Linked DNA regions of Zea mays: region 2 is linked to region 1. Evidence: chromatin contacts called from public HiChIP or PLAC-seq data. All regions are on one chromosome and are shown on one strand. Each heading gives the region's core, a stretch centred on a gene start, on an enhancer-like site or on the middle of the called end of the contact. The rest is flanking DNA. Distances are from core to core; before and after follow the strand shown. Region 1 holds the start of LOC103633099 (ornithine decarboxylase). Region 2 holds the start of LOC103633102 (putrescine hydroxycinnamoyltransferase 3).

The links. HiChIP or PLAC-seq counts read pairs in DNA pulled down with a chosen protein or histone mark.
Region 2: an H3K4me3 HiChIP or PLAC-seq map of leaf shows a contact between it and region 1, with 4 times the contacts expected there. The contact joins the promoter of LOC103633102 here to the promoter of LOC103633099 in region 1. A contact is called at or near these places in 2 of 25 Hi-C or Micro-C datasets (ear and leaf) and 1 of 3 datasets of contacts at active chromatin or transcription factors (leaf).

What each region holds. Positions count from the first base shown.
Region 1 is chr7:150,014,872-150,022,198 of Zm-B73-REFERENCE-NAM-5.0, reverse strand. LOC103633099 (ornithine decarboxylase) reads left to right here and starts at 3,588. Exons shown (of 2, transcript XM_008654778.3): 1 at 3,588-3,882; 2 at 4,130-5,660. The coding sequence starts at 3,731. The coding sequence ends at 5,441. It overlaps LOC103633098 (a long non-coding RNA gene), which reads right to left. Exons shown (of 9, transcript XR_002263685.2): 7 at 6,949-7,327; 8 at 6,611-6,847; 9 at 5,991-6,522.
Region 2 is chr7:150,148,758-150,155,780 of Zm-B73-REFERENCE-NAM-5.0, reverse strand. LOC103633102 (putrescine hydroxycinnamoyltransferase 3) reads right to left here and starts at 1,625. Exons shown (of 1, transcript XM_008654781.2): 1 at 1-1,625. The coding sequence starts at 1,437. The coding sequence ends at 103.

The DNA.
Region 1 (7,327 bases), core at 2,339-4,838:
TCGACAGGGACATATTGTCTGTCAATCTTTATTTCTTAAAATCTCAACCGGCCCTCATTTATAGCCGATTGTATTTGTCGACGGAAGACATTACAATCATTGATATTATGAAAAAAGAACCATGCCATTTACAATATACGCACTTTTTTAATTCCTCTATCGGAGGAATTGTGTGCGGCAATTTAATGTTGACATTCTTAAGTAGCAATCATTACAATCATTGGTGTTTTGACTTAGAAGTAAGAAAATAAATTTGTTTTGCGAAAACATATAAATGGTGGCAAAATGATCCAAATCATGATTAGTTATGACAGACGCATGATCACAGACGCCATATGAAAGATGCGGTAAAAGCCCTGCGTCTGTGTCTGTGATGTGTTTTTTTACATAGTGAAGTGCAGTTAGCAGAAAAATATGCTTGCTTGCGTGAGCCAATATATACGTGTGTCCTCAACCAGCGTGTGGACATGTGGTATGTGCGTGCGTGGTGTGGCACTGATGAGACTTGACCAAATTTCCATGCATAAACCCAAGCAAGGCCTATGTGGAATGAAGCAAAGTCGTCACCTGATACGTCGTAGTAGCAATGGCCAATGGATGATCCATTCCTCCTCCTAGCCAGGAAGGCTAGGCACATGACGTACAATTTATAAATTATATTGGTATTGCCCAAATTATATTGGTATTGTTACTAGAGAAAACGTGCAGATAACACAGCTGTAAAATGTCACCAGAACCTGTTGGACATGACGTACGGGTTTAGTTTGTTTTGTCCCCTTTGAGCTTTGACTACTGGAAGAAGGAAGTGTCCAGGAATGATCTGGGCCTGAGGGGAAACCTGGAAGGACATAAGTGTTGTATTTTGATCATTGAAAGTTGAAATTCTCAATCCGTCACCGGACTAGGAGTCGTCTAAGGTAGTCGTGAGTCTAAGGTAGTCGTGAAAGTCTGGGCCGTGTCTAATGAGCCGGTCCGAGCATGGCCCATGAAAAATAAAACAAAGCACGGCCCGACACGGCTAAATTAATTTCGGGCTAGCACGGCACGAGTCGCGGGCTGGTCTGTGCTCTAAATGTCAGTCTGTCGTGCTACAAGGCCCGGCACGTCGCTGTGGGCCGTGTTCGTGCCGGCCCGGCACGGAAACAGCACGGCGCAGTGGCGCACGCGATTAGGTTTCATCCGCCGGCCACCGCCATTCATTGGGATTTCGGATCTCGCTCCCTCGTCCGTCTCGGCCCTCTCAGCGGAGCACGCAGCATGGAGGTCGGAGGAGTCAGGAGTCGAGGAGAGCACACTGCACGCCCAGCCGCCCAGGCTTCCTGCACTCCGCAGCGTCCGCGGTCTGCCCATGGCGCGTGCACGGCGGTCCGCGGTCTGCGTCCACACCCAGCTGAGGAGAGCATGCGGGTCTGCGGTCTGCGCGAGCGCGACTGTGCCTCTGCGAGGAGACTAGAGAGCATGCGGGCATGCGGCCATGCGGGTCTGCGTCTCTGCTGCGGCTCTGCGTCCGCGTCCTGGCTTCCTGACTCTGCACTCCGCCGCGAGGTATGTGCCCGATGCGTCGCGTGCGTGCAGTGCCGTGCGTGGGCCAGCACGGTCCGACAGAAGCCCGTCATGCTTTAGGGCCGTGCTGGGCCTTATTTCAACCCATCTGGCCCAGTAAAGCACGATCCGACCCTATTTCGTGCTATCCTGGCCCGACTAACCTAGGTCCGAAGCACGGCGTGCTCGTGCCGTGCCGGCACGGCACAACCCAAGTTGCAGCTCTAGTCTAAGGGTCCATTTGGTAGGTCTCTGGTTTACCAAAAAACAGCTCTATCTCTAACTTTTTTCTAAAAACAGTTTTTTAGTAGTTGAAGCCATTTCGCAAATCGTTTGGTAGAAGCAGCTTATCCTAGAGCCAGAGTCATTCCCCATGTATTAAAACGGAAGAGTCAGACCAAAGTCAGTGAATCTACTATTTCTGGCTTCTTCTGCGTAGTACAAAAATGGTTTTGGCTTTAAGGTGTCTTTTGCAGTAAGTCGTTTTAAGAAATGATGTTTGGCAGGACTCTGCCTTTTTTCTATAGAAAAGCCAGAGTTGAAGCCCTACCAAACGAGCTCTAAGTTGGTGTCTTTGGAGGATGACGAAAACACGTAAAGCCCCTACCTAGCACCTCAACTGCCGGTGCTTCGAGTAAGCACCAACGAGTAAATTTGCGATGCACGTTCTAGGCCTGGATGGTGTGCGAGATGGACCCAAGAGTTATGCTGGTTCAAGTTGAATGTCCCTACCATAGTTTTCGTTGGTTTGTGCTATTGGCATCAGATTGCTCGTAGCAGAGGTTTACAAGCAAGCGAGAGAGGGAAAGGGCTTTCAAGTCACTTCTTGTGTCGTCTTGTTGTGTGTGTTCTGTCTCCCTCTTCTGGTTAAGGCTGACCCTTCCTTTTTTATAACCGAAGGAATGAGCCTCTTACAAGGAAAGTATGAAAAGGTAAAAAGAAGGGGCCTTCCGCCAACGAGATCCCACGATGCGCTGGTACTGTGAGTCGTACTTGTCGTTGCACTTGCCATTGTAATTGTCATCGTTCTTTTAGATCAGAATACTCAGTGTTGCTTATGCGAGAATGGGGCTTCATACCCTCGAGGGTACCTAAGTTTGAGAGGAAGGCACCCTAGAGTTGGTAGCATAGTGTGGCCTACAAGTTTCGGGATGGGCCGGCGCTATGGAAGTTTCGTTCGCACCCTCCAATTTCGTCGACCCTTGTACCTCATAGCTCGTTTGTCAGGGTTCCGTCTGTTTCTTGTACAATGATGGGTACTACAATCGTCTCAGATTCAAAGGAGCATGGGCTTGGTCGGAGAAAAAGGGTGGTCCCTACCTTTGTCACGTTGTGCCGACTAGGACAATAATGGAGGCAGGTATGGGGCGATCGTCCGGTCTTATGAGGCTCTGTCTAGCCTAGTCGACCCTCTCCTCCCGTCTTCACCTCGCCTGACCCTGGAGGTCAGGCCTTGGTCTGTCCCTCGGATGAGGCAGGGGGATTGGGTGACTTAGCCACGGTTCGTTAGGGTCGGCTTGGCTCCTACTGACTCGCGCGCCCGAGGCCTTAGGGTTTTCTACCCCTACACATATGAACCGGCCTAAACTAGCTTGGCTAACTAGCTAGTCGAGCCGACTTCGTTAGTCTAGTTGATATCTTCCTTCACTGTTTGTCACACTAAATATTTTTGATCATCCTTGTAATGTTAGAAATTTCTTAGCATGGCTCAATCCCCACGTTGGCGCGTTTTTTGTGTCAACAAAAACCAAAATTTATTATATGCTTCCTCGTATTTTCTTTAATATGCTAAGCATTTTTTTTTATCAGATTCACTTAACCAGTGGTTATAGAAAAAGAGGATTGAATTTTTCTCTAGCGGAGATGCTTTGAATCGACGCATCGAGCAAATTGCAAATGGACCGAATCGACCACCCTCTCCTCAGGTCAGCAGCTGCAAGCCTCTCCAGTCTCCACCTACCTCTACGGCTCTTCCTGTGTGGCTTTTTGGCCGCGCGGCAGGCCAGGGCGCCGCGTCCTATATGATGGTGCATGTGCATTGTTGCTGGCCCGCTGGGGTCGATTCTGACCGGTCAGCCGCACCCCGGCACCACACCGAACCACATCGCCCTCCCGCGGTGCCTCTCTCCGGCTTCCGGCCCACCTAACCCATTCCAGATTCCACCGATGAAACGTGAGCACCTCCCCCATGGCCAGCCGCGGGCACTCCTATATATGGCGCCAGACTCATGCCGAGCAACCCCGCACACACACCAAGAGACGCGTCTCACCAGACGACCTTCTCGCCTCAGGGCCTGCTTGGCATCACTTGCCAGGTCCGTTGGATCGGTCATCGTCTCGGTGAGTTCGTTGAGCAAAGACATGGAATGAACTGGCAAATAAAACACAAACTGTCTGAAATGCACGAGATATATTTTTTCTTATCTATCTATCCATCTATCTATCTATATCTATCTATCTACCAGACGCGAGTGATCGACCCTGCATAATGACACTACCAGACACGAAGGAAGCTGCAACATTTACATCGTCATCGTTTATTAATAATAACGTGCTCCTTTTTTCCCTTGTATATCTTGGTTTTCAGTCAACACGAGTTCTCCATCGAACAAGTTCGATCCCGCTGCTCATCTATCGCGCGCGTCGTCAATCGTCTCGTCATCACCATGGTTGGAAGCAGCCCCCTGCAGGCCGTGCTGGTGGCCCCCGGCGTCAAGGACAGGAAGGTGCTCGCGTTCAAGCGCGACGCGCTCAAGGACAAGGACGCCGTCTCCGGCCTCATCCACTCCATCCTCGCGTCCAGCCCGGCGCAGCGCAGCGCCTTCTACGTCTTCGACCTGGCCAAGGTCGTCGACCTCTTCAGGGCGTGGCGCCGGGCGCTGCCGGACGCGCGGCCCTGCTACGCCGTCAAGTGCAACCCGGACCCGGCGCTGCTCGGCGCGCTCGCCGCGCTCGGCGCGGGCTTCGACTGCGCCAGCCGCGCCGAGATCGAGGCCGTGCTCGCGCTCGGCGTCCGGCCCGGGGACATCGTCTACGCCAACCCCTGCAAGCCCGAGGCGCACCTCGAGTACGCCGCGGAGGTCGGCGTCAACCTCACCACCTACGACTCCGAGGAGGAGGTGGCCAAGGTCAGGCGCTGCCACCCCGGCTGCGAGCTCCTGCTCCGCCTCAAGGGCCCCGACGGCGGCGACGTCCGGGTCGACCTGGGGACCAAGTACGGCGCGCACCCCGACGAGGTCGTGCCGCTCCTGCGCGCCGCCCAGCGCGCGGGGGTCGGCGTGGCCGGCGTCTCCTTCCACGTCGGCAGCGGCGCGTCCAACCTCCACGTCTACCGCGGGGCCATCCAGGCCGCGCGCGCCGCGTTCGACGCGGCCGCTGCCCTGGGGATGCCGCCCATGCGCGTCCTCGACATCGGCGGCGGCTTCGTGTCCGGCCCCACTTTCGACGACGCCGCGGCCGTCATCAACGACGCCCTCGCGCACCACTTCGGCGACCTGCCGTGCGTCGAGGTGATCGCCGAGCCCGGCCGCTACTTCGCCGAGACCGCGTTCACGCTCGCCGCGCGCGTCATCGGGAAGCGCACGCGCGGAGAGGTGCGCGAGTACTGGATCGACGACGGCCTCTACGGCTCGCTCAACTGCATCATCATGGACCACTACGTGCCCACCCCGAGGCCGCTCGCCAGCCCGCGCCCCGGCGATAAAACCTACACTTCCACGGTCTTCGGCCCAACGTGCGACTCCCTCGACACGGTGCTCACCGGGTACCTTCTGCCAGAGATGAGCGTCGGCGACTGGCTCGTCTTCGACGACATGGGCGCCTACACTACCGGAGCCGGCTCCAACTTCAACGGCTACGCGACGTCAGATATAAAGATCTATGTAGCCTACTCCAGCTGAATGCGAACGTCTCCACGACGTCGGGCCTGGACTAATTGATATGTTCTTTTTTTATTTATTCTATAATCGACCCAACCCTGTATTATCTATCTTTCGATATAAAAATAAGGTGTTCTTTCAATGTATGTCGTTCTATATAGCACTGCTACAGAAATAGGATTTGAAGCCCTAGTATTTGTATCGTTTGAATTAGAAATTTAGAACTAATACTTACGTAAACATTAGTACTCGAGTATTAATATCGGCTGTTGCTTTGTTGCCTACTTGCCTTTAACAGTTTAACCCACTAGAAAAGGAGGCGCGCTTCGCGGCGCCCTACCTCCATTAGTCGAATACATTAACAAACTTTATTTAACGATTCAAAGTAGACAATAGTACGCGCCATAAAATAGACTGTACGCGCCATAAAATAGACTGGTTCGGTATGTCAAAGCTCTTCTAAAAAATCAGAGTTGGAATCAGCAGGAAGAAAGCCATGTAGCTGTTGGTCTGCGTTACAGAAATAAAAGAAGTGTTGGAATCAGCAGGAAGATCAAGCATATTTGCCACTGTTCAATACCACAAACTGTATAAAGGAAGCCATGTACTGCCTGTTCTATGAACATGTTCAGTGATTAGTTTCAGTAAGAAGTCCAGATCATTTGTCGCCAAAACTAACACCGTCCTGGTTTCAGGACAGAACGAGTAGAACTAAGATCAGAACATACATCTGTTGGGAGTTATGTGAGAGAACTGAACTACTATTCTTCTGCTCTTATTCAAGCACTCCAAGAGAACTGACAAAAAGAGTCCCCAGGACGATGTCGTCACCTCTGTAAGATGTGTGTTCAGATCATTGTCCGATGTTCATTTTTGTCAGAGACTTTGCTGCTATCTAACACTCTTGGAGCATGCAGATCTGGGTACCACAGATGCAGATCGTTGTCTGCTGAAATTAAACCACTCTGTTTTCAAGAGATCTCCCAAGTTACCAACAACTGCACATGTCGCGAACTGGCGTGGATGGAAAGGGGGTTTAGCAGGCAGTACAATGCTAAGAAGCTCATCACAGAGAGTGCGGTTGTAACATTTATCAACACCACTACCAAATTTTAAAATCAAAAGAATTAGTACCAATGTGGAGAGGTTGATTTCACTTTAAAAGAAAAGAAGAAAAAACCTAAGCTTACAGCTGTGCGGTCCTTTTAGCTGCATAATCCAACCATCCATCCGGCCTCACATCCAAGTATTCCCTTGTCAATACAGTTGTCATGTTGCGGTACTGCGACCATATTAGTATTAACACGAGTAACAAGAGCAAACATGTTAGTCTAGAAGAATGTACTAACCTGTTCCCACAATAAGATAGTTTCACAGACATCATATTTGTATTCTAGAGGTTCAAAAATCTTGAACTGAGCATTATACTGCAAAAAAGCTCAAGAATATCATCTCAGATGAATATTTAACTCATGATTCTGGATGAGGAATAGAATCCATTGACCATAAAAATGGGAGGAATACTGACCTAGGTGCTATTGGTCCCTTCAGGAAGTTTAAGTACCAGCTTGCAGTGATCAATAATATGTGTTGTGAGACCAAGTCCTCTGCTAGCCTAAAAAAAGACGAGATTTCAGAAGATAGAAGATGATCAAACAACAGAAGAAAAATAAGCAAGCAAGCTTTGCACTGCCAGGCAGAGGAAATGTTGCATATAGTCGCAAGACTTTTATGTCTTGAGAAGATTTATTAAAATGAGCTCAAAGTGGATGATTATTTTGCCTCCTGTACTCATGTGGAGACACAAACACCAAAGATAATATATGAAACAAATATCAAGCAATGAACAACAGGCTATCAGAGATAACAACGGGCACAAAAGTTTTCAGCAATGAAAGACAGCCTAT
Region 2 (7,023 bases), core at 376-2,875, 140 kb before region 1:
AATTAGACACGTCCTTGATCCGACGGTTCAACCTACGGGCGATCGGGATATGCAAGCATTCCCTTCCCCTCCTGCCTCCGCTACGACGCCTGCAGCCCGATCCTAGTCCATGGCGTAGCAGCACTCCTTGAACGCCTCGAGGTTTTGCTGGAAGACGGGCACGAATGCGTCGACGCTGCCATCGCCGATGTAGGACGGCACGAGGAACAGCATCCCCTCCGTGGGGAAGTAGGACGGCATGAAGTAGGTCGGGCTGCCCGTGCCGAAGTCCAGCTCGTAGAACGGGAAGGTGAGCCAGCTGTCCACCTCCACGTTCGGGCACAGGACGTCCTTGCAGACGGCGCTGGGCGCCAGCCCCTCCCTCTCCGCGGCGCCGGACGTCGCGAAGTCGATGAACGACCTGAAGTAGCTGCCGTCGACGCTCGCCACCTCGTCGTGGATCACCTGCGCCGCGTGCTTCAGCGGCCGCCCCAGCAGGTCCGCCACCGTGGCGGTCGGGAACGCCCAGAGGACCAGGTTGCCGAAGTACTCGGCGGGGAGGCCGAGGCGGTGGCGCCCGTCCACGGACAGCCGGATCTGCGAGGTCTCGTCGGGGCTCAGCCCGCGGGCGCGCGTCATGGCGCGCCACAGGTGGGCCAGGACGGTCTCGAACCGGCTGAACGGGCGGCCGCGGCCTTCCGATGCCTTGGCGCGGAGCCGCGCGATGAAGTCCTTGGTGAAATGCGCCTTCTGGATCACGATGCTCTCCGCCGCCGCCGCGCCCTCGCGGCCGTGGCCGTGCTGCTTCTCGGTCTCGGCGGGCGACGGCAGGTACCACTCCCTGCTGCGGTGGTCGAAGTCGACGCGGGGCGAAGGGCGCGGCTTGAAGAGCCCCGCCTGGCGGGGCACGGGGGGCAGGCCCGTCGGGAGGCCCCTGGTGGCGCGCCCCCACGCCACGAGGAAGTTGCTGGTGGCGTGGCCGTCGGCCACGACGTGGTTGGACGTGAACCCGACGGCGAGTGAGCCGCACCGGAACCGGGTCAGCTGCAGGAGCACCACCTCCTGGAGCTCCTCCTCCTCCAGGTCCGGGTGCAGCCGGAGCAGCTCCGGGGTGGGCTTGGCGGGCGCCATGTCCACGAGGTCCGCGTCCACGGCCGCCTCCACGAGGCGCGCGCCGCGGTCGTTGAGCAGCACCGCGGGCGTGCCGTCTGGGGCCACGCCCAGCTGCCCCGCGAATGCGCGGTACTCGGCCAGCACCGCGGCCAGGCCGTTCTCGATGGCCGCCGTCGATGGGGCCGGCGGCGGGAAGGCGTAGATGATGGCCATCTGCATCTTGTACGTGACCACGTCGAAGATGGTCAGGGGGGTGTACTCATCCGCACTGACCGCCGGCGCTGGGCCCGCACCGGCATTGTAAGCGGGCTTGACGAGCTTGGAGCTCAGCACCTTAACCTCCATTGCTGTCGAAGCTGATGAAGGTAACGAATGCTAGCTGGTGCGGTCGTCCTTTCGCGGATCGACTTCAAGCTATTTGCAGCAAGAAAGATAAGCAAGGACTTGAGCTCGAGGTCTCGCGCGTACTGCGTGAGTCCTCCTTGTTGCTTTCCTTTTCCTTGCTTTGCTTTGGCGCCTTGGGGTGTACGTTCTGATGCACTCGTGCCGTGCGGTTTATATAGGAGTACGTACGAAGCGCGCGGGGGCTAAGAAATGGTTGGTGGGAGTGATTGGCTTCCTCGCGTAAACTTTGAACCGGCCGCCGCGCTTCTCCATCGTTATTAACTTTTGTGTTTGACTGTTCCAAGGATTCTAACAACCAACCGTGCTAGATGTAGAAGTCCTACTAGCTACAACGACTACTGCAAGTGCTAAGTGCTAACTAGATGCCGAGAACGGGCACACGACGAGTTTGACTGCATGGATGTATTGTCACTTACCCTTTCAGCACACTGCATGCATGCATCCATGTGGCATGTGCGTTCAACAGTTTTGAAGTCCCCGCGCTGAACAGTAAAAAGAGCTCTAGCGGACGGCATATTGGCATGTTCCTATATTTGGTTCTCATCATTTTTGTACTGCTATAACTTTTACATATATTCAGTTGCTAATGCTACATAGAACTTGTGTTGGCACCCTTTCGGGCCAAGCACTTACTATCTCTAGATCCCGTTCACGAGGAACGAGACCACCTTGAGGAACCTCTCTGTGAGGCGATGGACCATCCGCGGTAGGTCACCGGACCGTCCACGATGTGTGGGGAGAAAGCGATGAGCTCTTACAGAACCTGGATCTCGCCCTCGGGGAGGGATCCCATCAGGAGGAAAGATCATAGGGTTGTCTTGGGTCCGGATCATACGCTTCTAAACAACGTAGAGTTGAGGGGAGGTGAAGATTGAGGATGAGGATGACTACCTGCTACTCCTAAGGCAAGAATGTAAAGGCAGTGATAATAGATTGATTTGGCACATGCGTCGGCCTACATTATTCTTTTTTAGTATAAAAACATGATTTGCATGCCACATACTCGGGGTGCATAACCTCTCTAATGAACCCTGCAGCTACTAGCCGAGCCAACTCTGCTCGGATTGCTTCTCTCTTGCTAGGGGTCGACACAATTTCTGCCGAATCGGCTTCGCCTGAGGATAGAATTTCAACTTGTGCTCGGCTAGCTCCCTATAAACATGTCCCGGTTATCCTGCTGGAATCGAACAAGCGCGTTGTCACACCTGGTTTTAGAAGGTAAACCGAATGCGAACCATGTACGTGTCAGGATAAAAAAAAATTCACGTACACATCGATTACATAATTGGACATCATCATACATTGCTAAAAATAATAGCGGAAATAAGTGCTTTATTACATCACGATGTCCAAGATATCCACAGAGTCATTAAGTTAAACAATCATCAAAGCGTTAAACGAAACACAGTACGGTAAGGCCTTCACAGGCAGCTGATTGGGGGTTTGCCACTAATCTAATCTAGAAATCGTCGAAGTCCTGAAACTCCTGAAAGTCCATGTTGCCTTCATCTTCTCTTGAGCACTGGTTGCAATGGGGACAACCTGGGGTTTTGGTGTTTTACAGCAAGTGTGAGTACACATCAACGTACTCAGCAAATGTCTCATTTGGCTAAAGTGGACTAGCTATATGTCGGGTTAATCTTAAAGCAGTTGCTTTTAGTTGGTCAGGTATTTACCACTAGTAGAGAGCCAAGTTTTAGCATTAATCCCAAGTTATTAACCCAAAAGTACTCCCACCAAGAGAAAATATCATAATCCATAGTTATAATCATCATCATTCAACATCATCATAAGTGTATCCATAGTAACTCTAATCAAAGAAGCTCCCAAGGCTGCTCATAACTACCTAGATGATCCGGCAGGGTATCACTACGTAGCCTTTACAAAGATTCCACAGAGATCATAGTCGTCCGTTATGTTTCTCCAGTTTGATAAACACAGTACTTCTCCCCACAGGAAGGGTGACTAACAAAAGCAACACGAAAAGAACCTCGGCACTTAGCCTCGAAAGAGCAAGTACTGTGCTAGGACCCTATTGACGGCACGACAGCGAAGCCGACTACACCTCAAGTTCCTCTAATTTAATATCTGGTCTATAGACAATCAATATGCTCACTTTGATATGAAATTTATATTATTGGTATTTTTTGGAGTGTACTTCGCTCAACCATTAATTGCATTGCGAGTACGACCTTGCCCTTCCCAACCAATATCATGAAATGCAATTGTGTACCGTTGCAACGCACGGATATTATACTATTGCTACTTTATAGTTGACAACATCTTCATTTAAATTTATTTAGTGCTTCAAATAATCAATTTACTTTTGGTTTGTTATAATACATGGGAAGGAAAACGTAATATAGACACAAGTGATATAGTGGGGTAGTGGTAGAGAAGGTTGAGCGTGAGACAGCAGTTGCGAGTTTGAATCTCACCACCTGTCACAAAAACACGTGAATTCATTTCAAAAAATGGTGAAAATGATAGTACAATGTGTAAGGCAATAGGTTGTTCCGCTAATTAAAAAATGTTTTGTTGTTTTTTATATTTTTTGTGATTTCAAATTTGTCGAGTGCTTTTTTGTCGAGTGACAAAAAATACTCAACAAAGAACCATTTGTCGTTAAAATATTTGCCGAGTGTAACACTTGACAGAGCCTTTGCCAAATGTTTGGGACACTCGGCAAAGAATGACAGTCCAGTACTCCAGTCCGGTAGTGTTTGCCGAAGGTCACGTGTCACCGAGAGCTTGATGCTCGGCAAAGACTCCTTTGCCGAGCGTCGGTGTATGCCGAGTGTTTGGCGTTCGGCAAAGGGTGTATGTGCCGAGTGTCATTGTGCACCAAGAGTGACACGTGTTTTGTCGAGTGTCCGATAAATTGCACTCAACAAAGAGATTGATAATTATCAAAAAGACAGATTCCGGTAATGATAATTAATCATGAACTACATTTTTATGTACTGTACACCTATTTAGTTATACATTTTGATAATATTTTATGTAAACATTGGCATATTGACTTAATCCAAATCTAGTATTTCATCCTTTTTTTTTTGTAACGGAAGTAGTAGCTAGAATGATTCGTCTCGCAGGATTTCAGATAAAGCATGGCATGATGAGGTCGTGGAGTCCAACTTGACCACAGGAAGCTCAAAACTTAAAGTAACAGGAAATAGCTTTGCCAGGTGTTCCTGCCTCGCGGCCGCAAAAAAACAGCGATATCATTCGAAAACAAAAGCCGATACCGACCAGAAGTCGCGGTCGCAGCCACGAACCTTTTCCCACTTTCTTCGCATGAACAACTCTGTATGACATCCCACATCCAAATGCGATTTGCTATGTCAATATAATACGTAGTACGATATTGAGCGCGAAAACACTAGCTAGCTGTCGGCGTTGATCCGCCAAGAACCACAAATGTCAATCAAGACATAAAGCACGTTGACGAAGACATGTACTGACGATTTGCAAATCGACTATGTATTCATATAATGGGCTATGAGAATAATTTACTAAAGTAGGGATACATATGACCCGCTCCGTCGACTATGTTTTGTTTGGGACTATATTTGGAGGATAGGATCATAGGAATGCAAATGATGTCTTTATCGTATATTTGTCCACCAAAACTAGTCTATGAATAATTGTTTATATTTGCTTTATCATTTATATTGCACATTCATATATGTTTGAATAATAAAAAAATACATATCACACACATACTGTGTGTTGGACATATCATAAGTTAAAACCCTTAATTTGAGTTGTGGCAACTTTTGTCTGCACAAATCCGTATGCATGCACACGCGTGCACGCCATTTATTATTAGAGTGATGGACTAGATGATATCCATCGCCCTAACCAGTCCACCTAATTAAAATCCTGTCGAACCACATCTACGCTCCCACTACAAGAAACTGGTTAAAGAATGTGGGTAAAAAAATCATCGAACTTAATATAATAAACTCACAAACTTAAGTTAAGTTCGTCGATTTACCGACAAACATAGTCGTTTTTTCGAAAAACTTAATAGGTTAAGTTTGTGGGTGGGGCGACGAACTTGATAGGTGAAAGGGAAATTGTCGGGGACCATAATTAGGGGTATCCTCAAGGCTCCTAATTCTCAGCTGGTAACCCCATCAGCATAAAGCTGCAAAGGCCTGATGGGTGCGATTAAGTCAGGGATCGGTCCATTCGAGGGACTCGATCACGCCTCGCCCGAGCCTAGCCTCGGACAAGGGCAGCCGACCCCGGAGGATCTCCGCCTCGCCTGAGGCCCCCCTCCAGCGGCTAACGTATTTCCGGCTCGCCCGAGGCCCTGTCTTCGCCAAGAAGCAACCCTGACCAAATCGTCGCGCCGACCGACCAAATCGCAGGAGCATTTAATGCAAAAGTGGCCTGACGCCTTTATCCTGACGCGCGCCCTTCAGCCGACAGAGCCGAAGTGACCGCCGTCACTTCGCCGCTCCACTGACCGGCCCGACAGAAAGACAGCGCCGCCTGCGCCGCTCCGACTGCGGTGCCACTTGACAGAGTGAGGCTGACATGCAGTCAGGCCCGGCCGCAGGCACCATAGGAAGCTCTGCTTCGCCCGACCCAGGGCTCGGACTCGGGCTAAGTCCCGGAAGACGGCGAACTCCGCTCCGCCCGACCCAGGGCTCGGACTTGGGCTCAGCCCCAGAAGACGACGAACTCCGCTCCGCCCAACCCAGGGCTCGGACTTGGGCTCAGCCCCAAAAGACGACGAACTCCGCTCCGCCCGACCCAGGGCTCGGACTTGGGCTCAGCCCCAGAAGACGACGAACTCTGCTCCGCCCGACCCCAGGGCTCGGACTCCGCCCTGGCCTCAGCCGACGGTCTCCGCCTCGCCCGACCCAGGGGCTCGGACTCGACCTCGGCCACGGAAGACAGACTCGACCTCGGCTTCGGAGGAGCTTCCACATCGCCCAACCTAGGGCGCAGACCAGCCACGTCAACAGGAGGCGTCATCATCACCCTATCCCAAGCTGACTCGGGCCACGGGGAACAAGACCGGCGTCCCATCTGGCTCGCTCCGCCAGATAGGCAATGATGGCGCCCCGCATACTCTGTGACGACGGCGGCTCTCAGCCCCCTTACGGAAGCAAGAGGACGTCAGCAAGGACTCAACAGCTCCGACAGCTGTCCCTCCGCCAGGCTCCAGCGCTCCTCCGACGGCCACGACATCACACCAGCTGGGTGCCAAAATCTCTCCGGCTGCCACAACGGCATGTACTTAGGGCGCTAGCTCTCCTCCGCTAGACGCGTAGCACTCTGCTACACCCTCCATTGTACATCTGGATCCTCTCCTTACGTCTATAAAAGGAAGGATCAGGGCCCTCTTAGAGAGGGTTGGCCGCGCGGGGACGAGGACGAGACAAGCGCTCGCGTGAGGCCGCTCGCTCCCTCTCCCGTGTGGACGCTTGTAACCCCCTACTGCAAGCGCACCCGACCTGGGCACGGGACGAACACGAAGGCCGCGAGATTTCCACCTCTCTCACGCCC